Linked DNA regions of Mus musculus: regions 2 and 3 are each linked to region 1. A link is a contact called in public Hi-C data. All regions are on one chromosome and are shown on one strand. The core of a region is the stretch at or near the end of the contact, and the rest is flanking DNA. Distances in the headings are between cores, read along the strand shown.

Region 1 (2,572 bases), core at 46-2,545:
AACTGCACAGATGCAGACGAAATGAAACCTAAGGCAAAGACGAGGGACTGGGAAGAAGGAAGGTCATTTCAGAACCAGAATAAGATCAATTTATCCAGAAACTCCCCCCAGCCCCCAAATCCCTAAATACTCACGACTTTCAAAATATTTGACATGGAAACGGATAGGGTTATAAGGAAGAAATAAGCAAAGCCATAGATGTAGTTAGGATTTTAACACCAGCCCCACCCCAGTATCAGGCTAAGTGCCTGGGTAAAATTCAGTAGGCTTACAGGAGATTACAAACTGGATCTTACTGATAATTACAGAACATTTTCCACCCCTGTGAGAACAGCAGAATAGACTCTTTTTCTTTTCTTTTTTCTTTTTGTTTGTTTTTGTTTTTCAAGACAGGGTTTCTCTGTGTAGCCCTGGCTGTCCTGGAACTCACTCTGTAGACCAGGCTGGCCTCGAACTCACAAATTCACCTGCCTCTGCCTCCCAAATGCTGGGATTAAAGGCGTGTGCCACCACTGCCGGGCTGGACTCTTTTTTTTTTTTTCAAGTGAGCTTGGAACACATAAAAAGAGAGATCACACTCTAAGCCACAAACCAAATCTCAATACGTAAGAAGGAGTCAGGTCACAAAAAAACCCTATCCTCTGATATAATATTATATAGAAAGTAGTAACAGGGATGGGGGGCGGGGGCTAGCAGGAGAAAAAAAAAACTCCAAACATTTAAAAAAACGAGTCGAATTCTCAAATGAGTCACATTCAGAGATGGCAACAGAGGATACTGAAAGAAAACAAAGTACAGTGTTATGTTAGGAACCCATGCACTAGCCTCTTTGATTTTTTGGTTTTTCGAGACAGGGTTTCTCTATGTAGCCCTGGCTGTCCTGGAACTCACTCTGTAGAGCAGGCTAGCCTTGAACATACAGTAATCCTCCTGTCTCGGTCTCCTGAGTGCTAGAGTTGCAGGTATACCAGCTCACGCAACTCTCCTTTCTTATTTTACTTATAGACAGGGTCTCACTATATAACTCTGCCTGTCTTGGAATTCACTGTGTAGACCAGGCTGGATTCGAACTCACAGAGGCCCACCTGCCTCTGTCTCTGGAGTGCTTGGCCCTGCAGTTCTCCTTCACCTAAGTAAGTACTCAGTGCTGTTTTCACCTCCACTTCTAGGAAGGCTTCCGTGAAATGAAATACGGAGTGACTCTCATTCACTTGATTCACGTTGAAAACCAAACTGAGTGTTCTCAGTGCCTATCCAACACACACAGGAAGTTTGGGGGGGGGGGCTGAGCAGGCCTTGAGATAAACTGATCAAATAATCTGAGTTACCACAAAAATGAGTAAATGGGTGCTCCTGTGGGCAGAACACCATGAGTTTCAGAATAGTAAAAGGTGCGGTAATAAAGACCCGTTTCTGCTTCTTACCTGGAGGCAGTTTGATCTGTCACTCTTCATTAAGTATGCCATGGAGTGAGCATCTCTCCCCCCAAACAGCCTTAATTTTAGCATTCCTGCCCGTGTCTCTTGTCAAATGAGATTTCTGTAACCTTTGATTTGTATCAAGATTTACTTGACTTTAGTCTTCAAAGCATTCAATTCAAAGTTCACCCTATCAGTGGGTGGATTAGCTAGCTGAGTATCTGAAATATCACTGTTGAATGTCATAATGGTTTGTTATATTTGTTATTCTCTCTCTCTCTCTCTCTCTCTCTCTCTCTCTCTCTCTCTCTCTCTCTCTCTCTCTCTCCTTCCCTCCCCCCTCCCCCACGGCAAAGGCAAAGATACTGATCAGGGCCAGAGTTGGCAGAGAGGAGGGAGCCTCAATGTGAAAATGCCTCCATTAGGTTGGGCTCCAGGCACTCATTTGCTCAATTAGTGATTCCTTTGGTAGAGCCCAGCCCAGTGTGGGTGAGGTCTATCCTGAGCTGGTGGTCCTGTCTTCTATAAGAAAGCAGGCTGAGCAAGCCATGAGGAGCAAGCCAGAAAGCAAAACCCTTCATGGCCTCTGCATCAGCTCCAGCCTCCAGGTTCCTGCCTTCACTGCTTTTAATGGAGCTGTGAGAGAATAAACCTTCTCTTCCCCGCCCCCCCCAACCCCCCAAGTTGCTTTTGGTCATGGTGTTCCATCGCAGCGATAGTAATCCTAACTAAGATGACTACTATTTTGAAAACATTGCCCTAGAAAGCCAGCCAGTCAAGAGAGACAAGGGCTGTCAATGGAAAGTGTTGCTGGTTTCAATAAAATAAATTCTAGACGGGCAAGAAAACCTCTTAGAACTGAAATTTACCAGAAACGGGGCTGAAATGTCTATTTAAAAAAATTAATCTTCAAATAAACCAAAGATGGCTCAGTCGGTAAACTCCCTGTCACTGAAGCACGAGGACCAGAGTTTGACTCCTGGAAGCCACATAGAAGCTGCATGTGACTGTCCCTACCTGTAATCCTAGCCTAGTGCTTCCCACTGCAGACAGGAGAAGCCCCGGAGCCTGCTGGTCAGCCAGGCTACTGAATTGGTGAGCTTCAGGTTCCACGAAAGAGCATGCTTTTTGAAGAGTGAGGTGGAGAGTGACTG
Region 2 (2,572 bases), core at 26-2,525, 190 kb before region 1:
TGTTTTGTTTTGTTTTTAAACCTAGAACTTAGCTTTTACAAGAAACCCTGACGATTTTTTTTAACAGACATAGACTGAATAACACCAGGGAACTGACTCTCTTTCATGTGATTCTGGTTTGTGGTGAGGCGTGCTGTTTGAGCAATAGCGTCGAGACCATCCTGCCATTTCTAGCAACTGTTGCCTGGTAGTTCTTTGATAGATGTCCGACAGTGGCATTTTAGACCCACAGCCCTCTTGTCATGAGCGACATTATAGAAAATTATTAAGGTAGCTTTTTTTCTTTCTTCTCGGCTGAGGAATTTTTAAAAATAGTCTTTACGTATTTCCTGTTCACACAGGCCCAGTTTTATCAACCCACCCTGACTACTTTTATGATGTGTGAAAATGTTGACTAGCAGTGAATCTGCTGGGTCACCTTCTTCCAGTGTGACCACTGTTGTGTCTCCATTTGATTGCTTTGCTTTTACCTTAACATTAAAACCTTTGTCTGACTCTTTTTTTTTTCTTCCTTGAGTTATGGAATATAGCGTTACTAATAAAACATTAAACAGGAAACCCGTGGGGGGACAAAAGGCTATGTAAATGGTTAAGCTTGATGTCACACATGTAAACAAGAGTATTTATAGCAGGGTTGTTTTGTGTTTCTTTTTTTTTTTTTTTTTTTTTTCGAGACAGGGTTTCTCTGTATAGTTGTTTTGTGTTTCAAGGGGATAGTTTATTAATGAGCACACACACATACACACACAGCCCTTTTAAAAAAAAAAGTCCATAATCTTTGTGGTTTCCACCCCCACTCTCCCTCCCTCCCCTCACCTCATGTGGTTCCAGAAGAAACAGGTTTGTCTAACTATTCAAAGCACTTGCTGCTGATGGTTTGGTCTTGAAAATGTAGATTAGTGGCTTTGAAATCAAATGGCATTTAGATTTACTAAGGAGTACCAGGCTAATGGCTAAGTGCAGCTGCCCTAGAATCTTCTCTGTGGGACTGAGATGAAGCCCACAAGTGTAGACTGATAGAAGGCTTCCCAGATGGTTTGGGATGTGTGTGTGTGTCTGTCAGTCAGTCAGTCAGTCTGTCATTTGGGACCCTTTTGTGGGGTTAGCTTGGGAAGGGAGATACCCAACAGGAGATTGATTGAGGGACCCTCTAGGCGAACAAGAGAAACCCCATAGCTTTTCTTTTTGTAAATGTGAGGCACCCCTTTAAGGACAGAACGTAGGGCCTTGAAATTCTATTGGGTTGGTATGAACTGTGGGGAATTTGAGACAAATAGCTTTCGTAATTGGAATGCACGCTGTGTTGTAATAATGTGCAAAGAGAAACAAAAACTTTCCTTAATGTAATGAGTTTCCATTATCTGTCTGATCTAAAGTTTGTGAATGTACATTGTCAGGCTTTAGACTGGGGGCTTTTAGACCAGGAACACTGCGGATGCTCTTGGCCATGCACTGTCCCATCCCAGAGATTGTCCGACTCTCCTTCTCTGGCTGTCACATCAAAGGATTGTTTTGGCCTTTTTTTTTTAACCTCAAGTTTTCTCTTTCTCACTCAATCTCAGTCTCTCTGTGTCTCTGTTCCTTTCTGTTTCTGTCTCTGGCTTTCTCTGTGTGCCTCTATCTCTCTGTGTGTCTCTCTGTCTCTTTCTCTGTGTCTCTATACCTCTGTCTCTGTGTGTCTGTCTCTATCTCTGTCTCCGTTTCTCTCTCTCCCTCTCTCTGTATCTCTCTGTATCTCTCTCTCTCCCTCTCTCTCTCTCTCTCTCTCTCTCTCTCTCTGCCACACCAAAACCACCTCCAATACCACACTGTGAGTGGAAGCTCTCAGCTCGCAGAGCCTTTTCTTCTGTAGATCCTTCCTCATTGTTCTCATCAAAGAAAGATGAACTTTTGAGATTGCTTAAGGACCCTCCCGCTAGCCAGGAAGCTAGCAAAGAATGGAAAAACTCACCTCTCCGTGGAGAAAGTCAAACTTTGAGTGTGCTATTTTTTTTTAAAGCCCAGTTCCTCTAGCCTGTTTAAAAAAAACATCAATAATAACGAAAGAATTAGATTGACTCTCAAAGGCAGATTTTTTTTTTTTATAATATAAAACCCAGCTAAATGAAAGTGCTTCTCTTGCTCAGAGTTAGTAAGTTTCCTCTTATGCCAGTTTGTGTCATTTCCCGTCTCTCTGTGAATAGTGAAAGAACAGAATTAAAACAGCACAAATGTGTGTCTGGCAACAAATTAAACTGCACAAAGGGAAACTCTGCCCAGTGGTACCTCCCAGTGGCCACTCCAACTCTCCTCACCATCCTTGCCTGGTTTGCTGGTGTTGTTGTTGTTTTTTGTTTTTCTGTTTTGTTTTGTTTTTGTTTCCTTTAAATCACCTTTCCCTTGAGAGCAGCCTATTTGTTTTTAAAAACCTTCCAGAGTCTTCATTTAAGACTCTTAAGTGGCTGCTGACAACAACTACAGATGCAGCTAGTGAAAAGGCTAATCATTAAAACAATAAACATTTCTTCCACGTGATGCAGCACATTTATTGCCCCCCCCCCAAGCAAGTTCAGCCTGAGACCAGCACCAACTG
Region 3 (2,572 bases), core at 34-2,533, 170 kb before region 1:
TCCTATGTTTGCATAGGTACCAGGAATTTAATCAGGTCACCAGGCCTTGTGACAAACTTACCTGAACATGTCCCTATCCCTGCTCCACCTCCTGTACCTTTTAAGTGAGCACACTGTCTGCTCTCAAGCGGTGGCTCCCAATGTGTGTCATGGAAAGGCATGGTTGCCTGTATTTAAATCTTGCACGTGGAGGCTAAATAACGTAATGGTCACAGCTCAGACGTCTGGCAGGCTCAGACTTGAACCCAGAGTCCTCGTTTTCTGCCTCCATGACCTTCAGCGAGTTGCAGAGCTTGAGTTTTGTCACCCATAAAACAATTCTGCCTTTGTGAGGTATCATAGAATCTAACAGCACGCTAAGTTTCATGCGCTTAGGAGGATTGTCGGGTTCAATATAGGGTTTCGTAAAGAGTAACAAGTGCTGTCAAAAGCTGGGGTCTTAGGTTGGGAAATCCTAGAATCCCATCATTTCTAAACCACCCTCACAATCCTTTATGATATTAGTGACTGGCAATTTTATTACTAATTTCCTTTATGTAAATTGGTCATAAATTGGTCATTGGTTTTACTTAAATGATTATATTAAATGGGAAACTCTACATTACTGCTGTCAATAGAAAAAAAATCCAGATAATTTTCCATAATTAATGGTAAAGATAAATAGAGATGGCTATCCCTGCACTACATAATACTGACAAGGATGGATTACATTTCTGTCGGTGTGATAGAATATTTGACAAAAAAAAAAAAAAGCATCTTTCAGGAGGAGAGCCTATATTTGGCCTTCATTCCAATGGGATAAAGAGTTCATGAAGGTGGGAGAAGGTGTGGCAGCAAGAGGGTGTGGCCAAAGTGGTAGGCAGGAAACAACAAGATCACATTTCATCCCCACACAGGAAGCAGAGAGCCAGAACAGGAAGTGAGGTAAGGCTATAAAATTTCAAAGCCCACCCCCAATGATGACCTTCCTCTAGGAAGGCTCTCCCTCTTAAAGGTTCTATAATCTTCCAAACAGTGCCAACCACTGGGAAGCACCTGTTCAAACACAGACGCCCCTGGAACATCATTTCATATGCAAATCATGACTCTGGGTACCATTGATCTCTCTCTCTCTTTCTCTCTCTCTCTCTCTCTCTCTCTCTCTCTCTCTCTCTCTCTCTCTCTCTCTCTCTCTCTCTCTGCTCATGCGCAAAAGCCAAGCCTAGGTTGTTGATAGCAATGAAGGTCACAGGCAAGTCCTTCAGCAGCAAGCCATTCATTCTGTATTCAGAGATTCCCTCCCATACCGAATAGATCTATAAGCTCAGAGGCCTAACCTCAGGTGAGAGTGGGAAGGTTAAAAACAAACAACATGTAAGCATGAATTTAACTCTTTGTGAGTTAGTTGTGCTATACCTTAAGGACCAGAAGGCTAAATGCTGTAGAAACAGTGAAAAGGGAATCTGACCTTCTTAATATCTGCACTTTTATGGCTCAGTTCATACCCAGCTCCTGACTGCAACTAGGAAATAGAAAAATCTCAAGCTCTAGACTGTTTACGTCTTGGAGTGGGCAAAGGCTAATCGTTGTGGTTACCTGTTGTGGTTTGAATGTGAAGTGTTTCCACACAGCCTCAAATGTAGAACATTGGGCTGCCCACTGGTACGTTATTTTGGAACATTCTGTAAAATTTTTAGTAGCTAGAATCTAGTGGGAGGAAATCTCATGTTACTAGGGCAGATTGTTGAAGGCTATATCTCACTCCTGCTTTCTTCCTTGTTCAATGCATCCCAAATATCACACAATGAAGACCCTTTTTCCAGCCACACGGTCCCATTATAGTGACACTCTGCCCATAAACATAGGGCCAGGGCATCATGGACTGAAGCCACAGAAACCATGAGCCATCCTAAGTCCTTCCTCCTTCAAGACTGTTCATCTCAGATATTTCCTTTTGCTTGTGCAGAGGGTAATTATAGCTACTGCATGACCCTGAGAACACTAGTCCTAGCTCTCACTTGTTTCTACACAATTTTGCTAGCCAAAGGGTTACTTGCTGACCTCAAATTCCCCAAATTGGTTGCATGAGAACAACTTACTTGCCTAAGTGTAGGGCTTAAGCTAAGCAGAAGGAAATAAACACAGATTTAGACACAAGGATACTTTAGCAGCACACACACACACACACACACACACACAAATACAAGTGAGGCTCACTTTTGCACACACTCCTGTTGCATAATTGATAAAAGTACAAGGCCCATTGAAAGTAGCCTCAAGGTCCTGCTGTTCCCACTAATTATTTAAGCACATAGAGCATGGTTTAGGAAGCTTGTTTAGGACTCAGTGTAGAACATAGGTAGTCTGGGCATGACCTGTGGCTTGAGAAATAGCTGTAGATGCATTTGTCAGACATTTGGACTCTAGTACTGTTCTGAAGTCAAATCTTCAATTCGATTGTATGCCTCTTGTTATCTAGTAAAAGTAAAATACGTGCCAGCCAAGCATACCATCATGGACTTAAAACAAATGCATACAGCTATTCTAACCTTAAAGGAGACATTAGAAGAATGTCCTGGAATACAACTCTTCC

What was found. Hi-C and Micro-C count contacts between places; a contact is called where the count stands out from the background.
Region 2: a Hi-C map of Th1 cells shows a contact between it and region 1, with 2.5 times the contacts expected there. The contact joins two enhancer-like sites. A contact is called at or near these places in 2 of 484 Hi-C or Micro-C datasets (CD4 T cells and Th1 cells), 2 of 115 datasets of contacts at active chromatin or transcription factors (both in embryonic stem cells) and 2 of 9 other capture datasets (adipose tissue and liver).
Region 3: a Hi-C map of CD8 T cells shows a contact between it and region 1, with 1.9 times the contacts expected there. The contact joins two enhancer-like sites. A contact is called at or near these places in 4 of 484 Hi-C or Micro-C datasets (the 63-12 cell line, CD8 T cells, Th1 cells and 1 more) and 1 of 115 datasets of contacts at active chromatin or transcription factors (embryonic stem cells).

Annotation. Positions count from the first base shown.
Region 1 is chr10:68,053,039-68,055,610 of GRCm38.p6, reverse strand. It overlaps a transcript of Rtkn2 not described here. Among named protein-coding and RNA genes, the nearest start is that of Rtkn2, 75 kb to the right of the region's middle. Within about 2 kb of position 1,295, at least 15 of the 459 cell types and tissues checked have an H3K27ac peak or open chromatin away from gene starts, as enhancers often do. A contact at or near this core is called in CD8 T cells and Th1 cells, where this site is marked.
Region 2 is chr10:68,238,559-68,241,130 of GRCm38.p6, reverse strand. The region is part of intron 3 of Arid5b (AT rich interactive domain 5B (MRF1-like)); the gene reads left to right. Among named protein-coding and RNA genes, the nearest start is that of Arid5b, 39 kb to the left of the region's middle. Within about 2 kb of position 1,275, at least 126 of the 459 cell types and tissues checked have an H3K27ac peak or open chromatin away from gene starts, as enhancers often do. A contact at or near this core is called in Th1 cells, where this site is marked.
Region 3 is chr10:68,221,217-68,223,788 of GRCm38.p6, reverse strand. The region is part of intron 3 of Arid5b (AT rich interactive domain 5B (MRF1-like)); the gene reads left to right. All of the region lies in intron 2 of Gm51770 (a long non-coding RNA gene), which reads right to left. Among named protein-coding and RNA genes, the nearest start is that of Arid5b, 56 kb to the left of the region's middle. Within about 2 kb of position 1,283, at least 19 of the 459 cell types and tissues checked have an H3K27ac peak or open chromatin away from gene starts, as enhancers often do. A contact at or near this core is called in CD8 T cells, where this site is marked.